Regions from separate parts of the Sus scrofa genome. Here all the other regions are linked to region 1. Evidence: chromatin contacts called from public HiChIP or PLAC-seq data. All regions are on one chromosome and are shown on one strand. The core of a region is the stretch at or near the end of the contact, and the rest is flanking DNA. Distances in the headings are between cores, read along the strand shown. Region 1 holds the start of GPHN (gephyrin). Region 2 holds the start of EIF2S1 (eukaryotic translation initiation factor 2 subunit 1). Region 3 holds the start of MPP5 (MAGUK p55 subfamily member 5).

Region 1 (2,575 bases), core at 44-2,543:
AGTTTTACCATAGCTGAGAAGAAAAAAATGTTTACATACATGTGTATATGATTTATTTCAGAAGTTGAAAAATCTAGAAAGAAGGAAACTAAGAAACTGATGTTAACTAGCCACAGGTGATTAATAACACATTATATGAAAGACAGATGAAAATAAGTGGCAACAAACTATTTTCACGGTAATCTCATATCCCACTAATACCGAAGTGAAAATTGCCACCACCGAGGTTCTGTTTTCAGTTTTGTGATTGTGGGTAGGGTGAGATGAACACGTTTTTCTCATTCTCTAAGACTGGTGCTTTTCACCTAAAAGCACACCTTTTAGCGACGAAGCCTGTGGCCAGAAAACCACGGGACAGCGGAAGAGAAGCCGCTTCTCAAAATGCTCTACCCCAGGCTTCCAGGCTAGTGAAGATCCACCGCAGGAGGGAACTTGGCGTTGGGAAATCTGCTGGCAGGCGAGCCCGCTTTAAAGCAAGAGGGAGGATGAGGCAGGACTGGATACCTCCGCTTTCGCTCACCGCAGGTTGTCACGGGTAGCTGCGGTTCTGCCACCCACGCATCTTGCTAAGGCATCTCCAGGTTCCCCAGCGCCTTTCCTCGTTCCTCAGGAGAGCCGCTCGCCCGCCCCAAGAGTTTGCCAGAGCTGAGCAAGACCAGGCGCCGGGCTCGGCAGGGGATTGCTTCTGTCTGGGGCTAGGCTGAGGCCGCGTTCGTGTCTCGCGCGCACCCGCTCCGCGTACTCCCAGCCAATCGGCCGCTACTCGCGCGCTCAGCGGCGTTCCCCATTCCAGCTCTGCCGGGCCGGGTCCTTCGAGCTCCCAGTACTCCTCTCCCGAGCTCTTCCCCTCCCCTCACTCTTCACGAGTTCCACGATTCTTGGTGTAGCTCCGCCCCTGTCCCCGGTTCCGCCCCCGCAACCTTAGGAGCATGTGCTCTCCTTTCCTCTGAATCTCCTGCTATCTAGCCGCCCAGGGTCTGGCGCTCCGCGGTGCGGCCCAGGTCTCTCCTGCCTAACTCGGACGCCTCCGCGCGTTCTCTCCGAGCAGCCACCGCGTCCCCCACCCGCAGCTCGCCACCTCCGACCCGGACTCGGGGTCGCGCGCCCCGACTCCGCCCCCTCCGCCAACTCGCGCACTCTGGGCCTTTCGCGCTTGGCCGCTGAGTGCCTGGCCGCCTCCCCCTCCTTCTTTGCTCTCCTCGCGCTCCACGGGCGCTCACACTCTCGCGCTCTCCGAGGCGAGCGCGCTCCCGGCCCGCGCGCTCCGGGCTCCGGCTTCTCCCGGCTCCTGTCAGTGCGGTGACTGCGCTGGGAAACATGGCGACCGAGGGAATGATCCTCACTAACCACGACCATCAAATCCGGGTCGGAGTCCTCACAGGTAACCAGGGGAGGGCGTCCAGGACCGCCGCGGTCACTGTCTCCGGCTTACCTAAGGCTTCTCGCCTGTGATGACCCTTCTCTAAGGCCTCGGGAGGAGGGAAGGGTGAGGAGGGGGTCGTGGGGGGGCGCGTTTTACAACCGTTGAGAATTGCTTGAGGTTGGGGTGTTCCCGCGGGGCCCCCCGGGAGCTGCGGCCAACCCCGTGGGGTGTCAGGCCCCAGTGCCTTCTCAGCCGAAGTCCCCGGCCCCTGGGGACAGAAGGGCCGGTGCGGCGGGCGCTGCGGGGCTCCGTGCTGCCGGTGCAGGCGGCCGGATCCCGGCTCCGCAGTCTGAAGCACGCCGCTCTCGCTGGCTCGCGCGCTTTCTTCGCTAAAGCTGGTCGCAGAGAGGGGGGAATCCCATTTCCACCCCCTCCCTCCTCTCCCTTCCCCCCACCTAGGCGGCCCGGCGCCGCTCTAGCCGTGCTTTGGCCGGGCACCGACCGGACACGACATGGGTGTTCACTAGACGAAACTCTGCTTCGCCTCAGACTGCCCCTCGCGAGCCGGACATCCCCTCAGCCACCCATGGGACACCCCTCGTCTCCCCTGGGAGGTAGGGATCCGCTAGCACCCGGACCTTGGAAAGTGTCTGCATTCCGCCTTCCTGAGCAAAGGGCCCTCTTCCCGCTTCTTCGTTTCTTTGGAGGGACCCGTTGTAGCCTGCGGCCGGGAATCAGCCCTTTTACTTGAGAGGGAAGGAGTCCCCGACTCTGGCTCCTCTGTCCCCTCCTTCTGGGAACCACCCCCCCCGCCCCCCTCCGGATGGTCCAGAGGCTTGTGAAGAAGCGCACTTTTCCCCGGTCGCGTTTCCCTCCCTCACGGAAGCCGTGTGTGCTCTGCATGTCTGATTCTGTTGCGTTGTGTTTGGGTAATATCCCTCAGTACGGCGACAGGCAGTTGCTGCAGGGCATGACTCCCGAGATGAATAGCAAGCCGATTTGTAGGGGTTTCTGCTGTGGTTCTCTTGGCAAGGTTTATATGTAATTGAGTGGCGAGGTGGGGGTTAAATAACTATATTTGGAACCTGAGGGCTTAGTTCGGAGTGAAGGAAATCCAAGACTTAACTGATGTGATTTCGGAAAAAGAAACCGTGTAGACGGGAATCCTAGTATTCTTCCCCCTTGCCCAGCCACGCGGGCGCGCGCGCGCGC
Region 2 (2,575 bases), core at 30-2,529, 740 kb after region 1:
GACGACAAATAAGAACAATTATTACTTTCCACATGTTCTTAGGCACATTTAAGAAAATTTCAAAATTTTCTTTACAGACTGGCCAAACACCTAGAGTGCTATGCTATTTCTCCAGCCAAAGAATTCAGGCAATGAAGCCCACGACTGACCAAATTCCAAAATATGGGTTCATTCAGGCACCATTTTTTTAATGGACTTTCTATGGATTAATAAAAGAGATCTCATCCTGGAGAGGGCTTGTAGTTCAGTGGTAAATACACATAAAACAATATCCACTTTACAACGTGATGGGTGATATTAACACAGGCCTGAATGAGATGCAATGGTGACAGAGCAAAAGGAGTGCCTTAGAAATTCTGGGATAGCTTCCCACCTCAGGCGACAAACATTTCAAGGGAAAAGGAGCAAGGGGATCCACTATCGAACCTAACGTCCACGTTACGGTGATTGGATTCAACCCCCAATTTGGCTTAGAAGCCTGCTTCCCATCGTAGTAAACTTCCTTTTTCAAAGCATTATCGGCAAACCTCCTCGGCTTGTCTGTCTTTAGCTCTCTTAAGGCACAAGTGACGAAAACTCATAGGTACGTAAGGATAGTGCCCGGCTCAATAAAGGAATGTGGGGTGAAAAGCTCAATTAATGAGTAAAGTCAATGAGCCTTCATAAAATCCAGCAGGCCGGGCGCCTGTTCCACCGGCTGGGCTCGTTCTGCCCAGTCCGGTTCAAACAGAGGAATGTGTGCGGGCCCGCCAAAGAGCTTCGCCCTGGACTCACGAAGTGTCTGAGGAGAGCTCAGAGTCGGCCAAGGAAACAAGGTGCCTCGCTGCTGGTCCAGGGTGTGAACGGACAGCGGCTCCGGGCCGGTGTTCCTGAACCCGTAAGTGTGTTCGTTCCATTCTTTTACTTACATTCGCGAGGGAAAGATTTCAATTCGGTCTTTGCCCGACATTCTGACGGCGACCGTGCGGCTCCGGTCCCAGGCCAGGCAAGTGCTGCAGCCACAGAGTCCTTCTCTACCGGAGTCAGCTGGTTGTGTCACGTGACGCCCTTCGCGTTGCTAAGAGGCAGCCGGAGTGTCTCTTCTTCACTTCCGCTTTCTCTTGGCACAGGAGTGCAGGAAGGCCGGGACAGGAAGAAGGCGATGCCCGGATGTTGAGGCGCGCGCACCCCGGAACCGCCCCTCGATTCCGGTACGCTGCCGAGCCCCTCCCCCTCCAGCTCCCAGGCGGCTGCGCAAGGCTCTACACCCAAGAGACGAAAGACCGAGAGAGAAGAGTACACCCCTTCTCCTCCTCCACATTCACCTCTGGTCACAGCGCCACCTCATGGTTGACTGACAGTATCGTAGAGAATTTATTCTTTAGGGACAAGGAATCCGAGTCTTACTTCTTATCTGCGCCTTGAAAGTCACTTAGCGAAAACTAAAGATGGCGAGAAAATGTACTTTTCAAGTCCTCCTAAGGCCCACAGACCTCTTTGTTCGCGGAGGACCTAGACTCTATGGTAGGTGATGAAGAGCGGTCTGTAGTCTGTCGGCGCTTGCGTGCTGCGAGGTGGTTCCGCATGCGCGGTAGGGTTGAGAGAAGCGCACGCTGAAGAGAGTCGGCGGCTGCTGCGGGTGGATCAAGTCAGTTCTCTCTGATTGAAGAGCGCGGCGCGGGGCCCCAGTGCGGGATCCATATACATACCTCAGGTGACTAGTCTCCCCGATCAGTTTCTCGAAGAATTTACTTTGGTTGTGTCCAATGGCATGGGTGTTCGGTAGAGGGTAGGCCCTGGGTTAACACCTCCTTTTCCCGTCCCTGAGCGGGAAGTGCCTGGACGCGACTGCGGTCGCCACCGGCCGGGTGTCGGTCTCTCCGAGCGGTGGTGTCAAGGTACGAACGAAGGAATCTCGTGAAGGGAAGTGGGCCCAGTGATTGTACAGCGTCTTCAATATACATAAAACAGGGGTGCCTTGAGGTGGGGCCGTCTCGGGAGAACGCTATGACACCCCCGCCCCACGACGCTGAGCATTTTGCTCTCTCCGGGCCTGAGAATTCCATCTTTTTCGTCCGCCCCAGCAAATACTACCTCTCAGTGGAAACCAGACCGGCCGCTTCAAGGAACCGGTGGTTTGGGCCATGATGTTGACAGAGTTGGGTTTAAAAGTATCCAAGAATAATTTGTTCCTCTGATAACTTATATTTAAAAATTGAAGCTCCTATCACTTTATCGCTCGGTGCATTTCTGTAGACTGAGTCACCCCTTCAGTTGAAACTAAAAGATACTGTTGAAGAGTTTATATATAACTCTTAGTATCGGTTTACCGTGTTTCAGCATCGATGAAAGTAAACTTGTAGAATTACACGCTGTGATCTTTCGGTTAAGCATAACTAAAAAAACATAAAGATAAGGGAATTTTATTACCCCCCCAAACTTAGACTACTTTAAGTTTTATTTAACAAGAAACATTGTTTCGTGGAGGAAAGGTTTAGCAAGAAGTCTTGGTTTTTCTCCCGTTTGATGTTATTATTCAAGGGAAAAAATCTTGTAACTCTGTGTCTTTCAGCAGTTTGGAATTATGTAGAGCTTT
Region 3 (2,575 bases), core at 38-2,537, 610 kb after region 1:
AGCTGTGGTGTAGGCTTGTAGATGCGGCTCGGATCCAGTGTTGTGGGCTCTGGTGTAGGCCGGCGGCTACAGCTCCGATTCGACCCCTAGCCTGGGAATCTCCATATGTGGCGGGAGCGGCCCAAGAAATGGCAAAAAGACAAAAAAAAAAAAAAAAAAAAAAAAAGAAAGAAAAAAATTCTTCTAAAAAATGCTCTGGAAAAATGCGGAAAAAAAAAAAAACACAAAACGCTGTCTTTTTTCCTCAATGGCATTTCTTTGAAAAGCTAAATCAGCGGTTCTCAACTGGAAGTGAGTTTGTCCTTCAAGGGAATCTTTGACAAAGGCTAGAGACATTTTTGATGGTCACTAGGGGCTAGTGGTGCTATTGGTACCTGATGGGTAGAGACCAGCGATGCTGCTAAGCATCCTAAATTGCACAGGTCAGTCTCCACAACAAAGAATTACTTGGTCCAAATGTCAATAGCACCGAGGGTGGAAACCCTGAGGTAGAGGGGGAAAAAACTCATTGCGGAGCTAAAGGAAGCTTCTGGAATTACTTATTTTATGCATTTAAGAACTTAGAAAGGAAATGGGCCTCTCTTTACACACCCATAAAGCACACACACTAACATTTTTTTTCTTTCCTCCTCATTGGATGTGGGTACCAGTTTCTAGGGAATCCTGGAGACTATTTGGATTTTCTTACACTGGATGTGGGTTGACCCAGGTACCCGCGTTTTGTGAAAACAGCTGTGGCGCTTGGCACCCTTCCTGCCTGGCTTTCAGAACTCGGTCCGAGCTGCTAGCTTTGTGGAGTCTTCCGTGGTGGCAGAGAATTCTTTCGTGAGACCCCACACATACCCGTGTTCACGTAAGCCATGGTTCTACTCTTTAAACAAATGTTAGATCGTGGGACATGCTTCACAGGACATGAGGAGTCGCCTCAAGGGAATTAGTTATCCGTCAGGAGCCGACGGACATTTAGGGAGAGAGAAAAGGTCTGTGGAGCGTTAGTTCACTCCCATTGCGTCTTAGGGAAACCTCACGTCCTCGCATAACCTGGCCCGCGGGCTCAAACCCAAAGTGGTTCCCTAGCGCCTGAGAGCCCGAAGCACTTCGCGTTTTCCACTGAGAGGCGCGCGAGTGCGCGCGCGACCGGCCGCTCAGAGCTACGGAGCGGGCCAATAAGCGGGCCGTCTCTCCGCGCCGGCTCGGGATTGGGCAAACCGCGCCAGCCTCCCTGCCTGACCGCAGGCGGGCGTGCCGGGGAGCCACTGGGATAGGCGCGCCCGCTGCGCCAGAGTCCCGGGGGCGCGTGCGCGGTCTCGCGGCTGCCGCGGGGGCTGGTCTCGCGCGGTCTCGAGGTGGAGTCGCTGGAGGCCGCGGCAGCGACGGCGGCGACTGGCGGTGGGGCGGGGGCGGGGACTAAGGATTGTGAGGTGGGGAAACGCGACTTTCTGGATTCTTTATCCGGTATTTTAAGTGCAGCTGGGGAGCTGTCGTTTCTGCAGCGTTGAGGAGCGGCTGGGGCGGGAGGAGCGGCGGCGGCCACTGGGGCGCGGAGGTAAGTGGCGTCCGGCAGCGGTTCCGTGTTGAGGTCTTAATCAACAGGTCCCCGCGAGCGGCGGGGGAGGGGGCGGCCGGGCTCGCCCCCTCCCCCTCCTCTGGGCCCGGGCGGGACCCGGGGCTCTTCACGGGCTGCTCCAGGCAGCGCTAGCCGGCCGGCCGCAGAGGGCGTGAGCCCAACCTTTGTCCCTCGGAGGTACGCTGTCTGGCCGTGCCCGCTCCCTCTGCCTTGGCGAACGACCCACCTCGGCGGGGACTTTGCCCGCCCAGCCAGAGTTGGAGGGAGGCCCCTGCTCTCTGCGCCCCCGCCCCCGAGTTCGCGACTCCCGGGACTCCCTCCAGGCCGGGTCGGGGAAATCGGCGGGCGAAGAACATTTTCCTTTAGAAGACGGAATGTAGTCGGCGTTCCTCTGCCTGACTCAGCCCCTGGTATTCGGCTGCTGGTTGCATTCTTTAAACAAATAAACAAACAATTTCTACTTCCTTGTAACCACTTTTAAAGAAGAGCCAAATCTCGTTTATGGTTTCCGATAATTTGCTGTAAGTTTGCAAGGTGAACTTCGAAGCCCTCACTTGTTATAAGCTGCTTTTAATGGAAGGCGCTTTAAACAATCTTTGGTGCAAATTATGTAATTTCCTATTAATAATAGCTCACCTTCTCGTTAGTTGATTGACATACAGTAAGGTGTCCGGAATTTAGGTTTCGGTCGAAAGGCAGTTGGCGCTCAAATTAAAATCTGGTAGCTAGGAGGTTTTTGGAAGCAGTACATAGTGTGTGTTTTATCTCCGCACTCGTTTAGAGTTGTGAGAATTTAGATTTGGAAAGCCCTTAAGAACAAGAGTTTTGGAATTTTGATTTTAATAAGGTGAGAGGTGTCACGATTTCTGATTTTTTTTTAAAGTCTTATGTGTTAATGATAGCTTCTAATTATGTTTAGATTATACCAGAAGTTAATAAGCTATTAAATTCTGCAATAGGAACAAATGACAGGCTGGTTATTGGTGTCTTTGAAGTATGAGTATTGAG

Evidence for each region. HiChIP or PLAC-seq counts read pairs in DNA pulled down with a chosen protein or histone mark.
Region 2: a contact with region 1 is called in an H3K27ac HiChIP or PLAC-seq map of alveolar macrophages. The contact joins the promoter of EIF2S1 here to the promoter of GPHN in region 1. A contact is called at or near these places in 2 of 5 promoter capture datasets (fetal liver and liver), 3 of 47 Hi-C or Micro-C datasets (brain, embryonic fibroblasts and skeletal muscle) and 2 of 2 datasets of contacts at active chromatin or transcription factors (alveolar macrophages and skeletal muscle).
Region 3: an H3K27ac HiChIP or PLAC-seq map of skeletal muscle shows a contact between it and region 1, with 6 times the contacts expected there. The contact joins the promoter of MPP5 here to the promoter of GPHN in region 1. A contact is called at or near these places in 3 of 5 promoter capture datasets (fetal liver, fetal skeletal muscle and liver), 2 of 47 Hi-C or Micro-C datasets (embryonic fibroblasts and liver) and 2 of 2 datasets of contacts at active chromatin or transcription factors (alveolar macrophages and skeletal muscle).

Annotation. Positions count from the first base shown.
Region 1 is chr7:90,345,804-90,348,378 of Sscrofa11.1, forward strand. GPHN (gephyrin) reads left to right here and starts at 1,294. Exons shown (of 23, transcript NM_001243302.1): 1 at 1,294-1,381. The coding sequence starts at 1,318. LOC102162169 (a long non-coding RNA gene) reads right to left here and starts at 399. Exons shown (of 7, transcript XR_002346144.1): 1 at 318-399.
Region 2 is chr7:91,083,746-91,086,320 of Sscrofa11.1, forward strand. EIF2S1 (eukaryotic translation initiation factor 2 subunit 1) reads left to right here and starts at 1,280. Exons shown (of 8, transcript XM_001928339.4): 1 at 1,280-1,693. ATP6V1D (V-type proton ATPase subunit D) reads right to left here and starts at 1,163. Exons shown (of 9, transcript XM_001928314.6): 1 at 909-1,163. The coding sequence starts at 949.
Region 3 is chr7:90,954,237-90,956,811 of Sscrofa11.1, forward strand. MPP5 (MAGUK p55 subfamily member 5) reads left to right here and starts at 1,288. Exons shown (of 15, transcript XM_005656336.3): 1 at 1,288-1,546.